Regions from separate parts of the Rattus norvegicus genome. Here region 2 is linked to region 1. Evidence: chromatin contacts called from public Hi-C data. All regions are on one chromosome and are shown on one strand. The core of a region is the stretch at or near the end of the contact, and the rest is flanking DNA. Distances in the headings are between cores, read along the strand shown. Region 1 holds the start of Kpnb1 (karyopherin subunit beta 1). Region 2 holds the start of Mrpl45 (mitochondrial ribosomal protein L45).

Region 1 (2,647 bases), core at 108-2,607:
CCCCACGACTTGCAGCCCAGGCACACAAATGAGGGGAAGGGAATGTCAAACAACTATATGCACCAGGTTTTTATTTTGTCTTTTTAATTGAAAACAGTATCTCAAACTGTAGTTCAGGATTCGGGATACTGAGATGGCAGGTGTGTCGCCACACCTCGTCAACGCGCATGTTCTTTATATAATCTATACACATCTTGTAAGTTACGTCGGAACACCAAAGGTTTCTGGTTAACTGTTAAGTGGTCTAAGGACGCGGCTCCGCGAAACTTTGCTAACAGCACAGGGCCCTGCTAGGGGCTCCACGGGCAATTAGGCTCGCCTAAATCCAGCTCTGACCCAGTCTGTAATCCGCTGTGTGACCTTGGACACGCTCCATGCTCTCTCTGGGCTTCAGTTTCCAAATCCGCAGGTTGGAAAGTGAACCACGTGGTCCTCACGGTCCGGCTCAGCACAGTGGCGGGGAGCAAGGGACCTCGCCATTACAGCAGCTTCCTGTGGGCGCGGCGCAGGGCTTTAACGGTCCCCTCCCCGCCCCCTCTGAGGCCCGCGAAATCCTCATTTCTCCTACACCACAGCGAGTGACCGCTCTCCGTAAAGCGCAGTCCCAGCCACTCGCGCGCAGCTCCGCCCCACCCCGGAGGCGTCCCGTCGTGCTCTGCGCTAGACTCTTAAGAGCCCCGGGGCCTCCCGCCTTTACGCGCGGCGACCCCGAACTCCTCAGTTTTCCCGGCGCCCCGTCCTATCAACGTCCAGTATCCCAGCCAATCCGGCGCGCTAGGAGCCTTACCTTCCGCCCACCCTCCTCCCCGCGCACAGCCGGCCTGAGCCCGAAGGCCTTTACCCAGGCCAACCCAATCAGCGGCGCGCTCCTACCTACCCCACCCCAGGACCCCTCCCCTCGGCCAATAAGCACTCCCTATTCTGCTGCCCGCCCAGCCAACCGGGCCTTGAAGCACGTAGGCCAATGGGCGCGCGGCGGCTCTTCAACGCTAGGCTCCTGGCCAATCGGAGACTCCGCGTGGCTCCAGCAGTAGCCAATCGCTGTGCAGCGCGGTGCCGCCGCGGAGAGGTCCGGCAGGAATATCCCTCCGCCTCCCTCCCTCAATCTCTCTCCCTCCCTGCGATCCGCCTCTCACTTACAGCCGCCCTTCCTTTCTCCCTCCGCCGCCTGAGCACCAGCCGCGCTCTGAGCTGCCCCCGGGGTCCCTCCCCCGCCACCAGAGGAGCAGCTGCTGCCGCCTAGCACATTAGGAGGGCGGAAGGAAGGAGAGCAGGGAGGAAGGGGAGCCGGAGCGCCTGCCCAGAGGCGGCCGGTGAATGGGCTTGTGGTGACCCCCACCCCCCACCCCACCCTCCCTTCCCACCCGACCCCCAACCCCCATCCCCAGTTGGAGCCGCCGCCCGAGAGGCCGGGCCGTCGTCTTGGGAGGAGTCCCCGCCGCCGTCACCTCCGCCATGGAGCTCATAACCATCCTCGAGAAGACCGTGTCTCCGGGTAGGACTCGGGGCCGGGGGTCGGGCTGAGGTGACTGGGGTGGGGGAGGGGGTGGCCCCTCTGACCCCGCTGCCTCTCCCCCATTTCTCCTGGCAGATCGGCTGGAGCTGGAAGCGGCGCAGAAGTTCCTTGAGCGTGCGGCTGTGGAGAATCTGGTGCGTGCTTCCCCGCCGCGCCCCATCCCGCCGCGTCCCCATCCCTGCGTGCGGGCCTTCCCGCCCTCCTGGAGGCCCAGGCCTGAGGAACCCACCCCGCCCCATCTCGTCCCCCTTCCCCCCCGCCCGGCCCAACCTAACCCCGCCATCGGGAAGCCGGTGGGTGTGTCCCGCCCCGGGCCCTGCGTCTAGCCAATGGCGAGACGCGCCGGGGTGATCGCTGTCCAATCGTCACGCGACCTGAGGGCGGCGGTGCAGCGGGAGGGAGAAAGAGGGAGGGAAGGGAAGTTAGGTTGCATGGCGCTGCGTGTTCAGCAAGGGTGGGGGTTGGGGAGCCGGGCCTAGGGGCCATGTGGAAGCTCTGCGCCCTGCCGCCTGTCTTGTACTGGCTGCGGCCGGCTTCTCCTTCCTGTCCCATGGCTCTGTTGCTGTCTGCAACTACTTCCTAGAGCCCTATCCTTTCCTAGCTCCCTTGGTCTGTGCTCATGGCCACGCCTGGCACCCGACCACCTCTGAACCCATTGCCTCAGTTTTTTCCCTTTCTTGCCCTATTATCCCATTCCTGGCCTCAGTGTGCACGTGTGTTCTGTGTGAACTTGGATTATTCAGAGACCTCATCTATAGGGATCTCAGATTGAGTCTTATTTCTGAGATTGAGCCTATTCCCTGATGAAATCAGTGGATGAAATATAAAACCCTGATTTTATAATTTTGGATTTAAGAAGTACATTTTAAAAAAAGACTGACCTTTGTATAGGAAAATATACGATTATTGAAGCAATCTATTGCCAGAATGTTTCTCCCTTCCTTTGGGGGGAAGGGGAAGTGGGGGAGGGGAAAGGAGGGAAGGGTGGGTGGTATTAAAAGTCTCTTTAAGGTAGTAAGTTTTAAAAAGTCAAAAGGACATTGTAACCAAATGTAGTCCTTTGTGATGCTTGGCAAAATAGTAACATGCATAAAGCCACAAATCCTATTTTATTATGTACGGACCACTTTT
Region 2 (2,647 bases), core at 83-2,582, 130 kb before region 1:
TTACAGATGGCTGTGAGCCACTATGAGGAATTGGACTCAGAACCTCTGGAAGAACAGTCAGTGCTCTAAACCACTGAGTCATCTCACCAGCTCCTCTTTGTGGTTAATCTAATGCTGCCAATCAAGAGTCTAAAGCATTCTAAATGTCAGACTTCTGACAGTAGAGAATTGAGTCAGCATCCCAGAAATACTGTTCCTTACCTGTACAGGCCAAATGTATAGGACGTTCCAAACGTTCCTGTGGAATAACCAATCCTGCTTTCCTGGCATATTCCAAAAACTCCTTTTCTGTTTTGTAGTTGGGTTCACGAGTCGGTGGTCTGAAACGGCTTTTGGATTTTACTGGAACTACAGCTGTGGACCGAGTCACCAGAATGGGCTGGAAGATAGAGAAATGAATGAATGAATGAATGGTTAGCATATTGGTGATCTGGAAAGAATAGACCTATCTTGAGCTAAGTGTATGCAAAGTCTTACAGAAATGACATACCCAAAGAATGCCTCTGAAGTTATGAAACAACTATTATGGAAAAGCAGTATTACTATTTAAATGCTAAGGATGGCTTTTACCACAAGCCAATTAATAACCTGTATTAACATCAGTCAACATTTACTAAAAACTTTTCTTTAATACATTCTGTAGTACTACTGTATGCAGAGAATGCAGAGATGATTAAAATAAAGTTCCTACCGTCAAAGAACGTTTAATTTAATAGTGAACCTTAGTTGTTAACCCAATTCTGAAAAGCGTGGAATGCTACTACTAAAGCATTAAGCAAAATCTCCCGGGCATTTCCTCCACACTTCTATCTGCTTTTTCAGAAGCAAATGGCTTCTAGCTCCTAACTGACTAATAAACTTTTAAGAAGCCAGGAGACCTTTTCCCTCCAGGATAAGACAAAACCCCTATCCTTTCCGAAAAACTTTGAAGAACGTAAAAGCGGGTCCATCTTCCAAGCCACTACTTTCCTTTTAACATCTTCTCGCCAGAGACTAGAATTAATGTGGAGAAGCTTAATGCTGAGAAACTTAAATCTCCCAAGGCCCAGTCTAGGCTGTATACTGAGACTTGAGGGTTGGGGTTCACATACACCTCAAATTCTTCCCCAAATGAAGTCTGACTCGTCCAAACTCAGCAACGGCCACAGGATGATTATTCCCCTCTACTCTATCCTCCTCTTTCTGTCCCTAAAATTTCATTTGCTTCATCCCTACCCACCTGCCGTGACCACCATCCCAAAGTCCTGGATAAGGAGGACAAGCCCCGAGGTATGGGGGCTGCCATTTTGCTCACGCAAAGGCCGCCGGGATGTCAGTCGAGCCGCAGATCACCCAGCCGGAGAAAAGGCGCATAGGGTGGAGCGAGCTCGAGAGTGGAATTTTCCAGGGCGCGCGCCCTCGGCCGAAAGGTGAGTCGCGCGCACGCTCTCATGGGGAGGGGCGCGCGCGCGCGCGCGCAATGGGTTCGCGCGTGCGCAATGAAACTACTTTGGAAGTAGGGTAAACCGCACGGCTGTCACGCGCCAGCTAGTTTCGGGTGGAGAGCCAGCTGCGCCTGCGCAGGAGGCTTTCTGTGGGACTCTGGGTGCTGCATTCCTGGTTACTTAGCACATTGTTACACCTTATTTACTTTCGTTCCGTAAAAAAAAAAAAAAAATGAAAAAGTGCTTCCCTCTGAAATCAGAGGCCTTTGAGATAAGTTGTTTTCTCTCACTATTTGGAATTCCCTGGAGGTATTTAGGGCGAAAATGATAGCTTCTGGGTGTGTATTTGACCTCAAAATGCAGTATATAACTACTTAAACCTCTAACCTAGTTTTCTACGTGAAAATTCTTTCTTACCGTTCCGTTATGGAAATTAACTGCTGTGGTTACTGAAAAGCAAAAGGCACGTGTGGGTTGACAGGAATCTGTCATTTCCCAAAACATATCATTTCATTTCCAAAAATACTACTTACCAAATTTGGTAATAACTGGTATTTCAAAACTTTGTTTACTAGGCACCTGGCAATTTAAGCATTTTACATATATCAACCTCATCCTCACCACAAGTAACAAATATTCCTGCTTTTACATATACGGTTGGGCCAAAGAGACTAAATATGTAATTCGAATTTAGACAACTCAAGCAGAACTGAGAGTCAGGTCTATGGAGTGTAACAACTCCCAAATGGCTTCACAGTCAGTGGTCAAAAGAATCCCAATGTGGATCCGATCGTCCTGGAGCCACACAGACTAGGTCACACTTCCTAACTCGTCTCTGCCTGACCTCTGCTCAGTTTATCAGCTACCACAAGCTAATTCCATATCAGACCAGAAGAAATGAGGGTACTCACTATGGTTTCGTTCACTCTGACAGGGATTTTAGGCCATCTCTGTTGCTTTTGACTAGCTGTTTGAGAATACTAGCTGTATTAGTCTTCTACCTCAGTAAATCCAAGGAGAATTGTCAGCTGTCTGCTAAGGATGTAAGAGCAACGGATGTGGGGGCTGGAGAGATGGCTCAGCGGTTAAGAGCACCCGACTGCTCTTCCAGAGGTCCTGAGTTCAATTCCCAGCAACCACATGATGGCTCACAACCATCTGTAAAGAGATCTGATGCCCTCTTCTGGTGTATCTGAAGACAGTGACAGTGTACTTATATATAA

The links. A called contact is a pair of places that touch in the nucleus more often than the background predicts.
Region 2: a Hi-C map of Schwann cells shows a contact between it and region 1, with 2.6 times the contacts expected there. The contact joins the promoter of Mrpl45 here to the promoter of Kpnb1 in region 1. A contact is called at or near these places in 9 of 12 Hi-C or Micro-C datasets (the A7r5 cell line, the Rat2 cell line, Schwann cells and 6 more) and 1 of 1 datasets of contacts at active chromatin or transcription factors (oligodendrocytes).

Annotation. Positions count from the first base shown.
Region 1 is chr10:82,669,566-82,672,212 of GRCr8, reverse strand. Kpnb1 (karyopherin subunit beta 1) reads left to right here and starts at 1,357. Exons shown (of 22, transcript NM_017063.2): 1 at 1,357-1,495; 2 at 1,592-1,650. The coding sequence starts at 1,456.
Region 2 is chr10:82,803,724-82,806,370 of GRCr8, reverse strand. Mrpl45 (mitochondrial ribosomal protein L45) reads right to left here and starts at 1,332. Exons shown (of 8, transcript NM_001105834.1): 1 at 1,220-1,332; 2 at 202-379. The coding sequence starts at 1,285.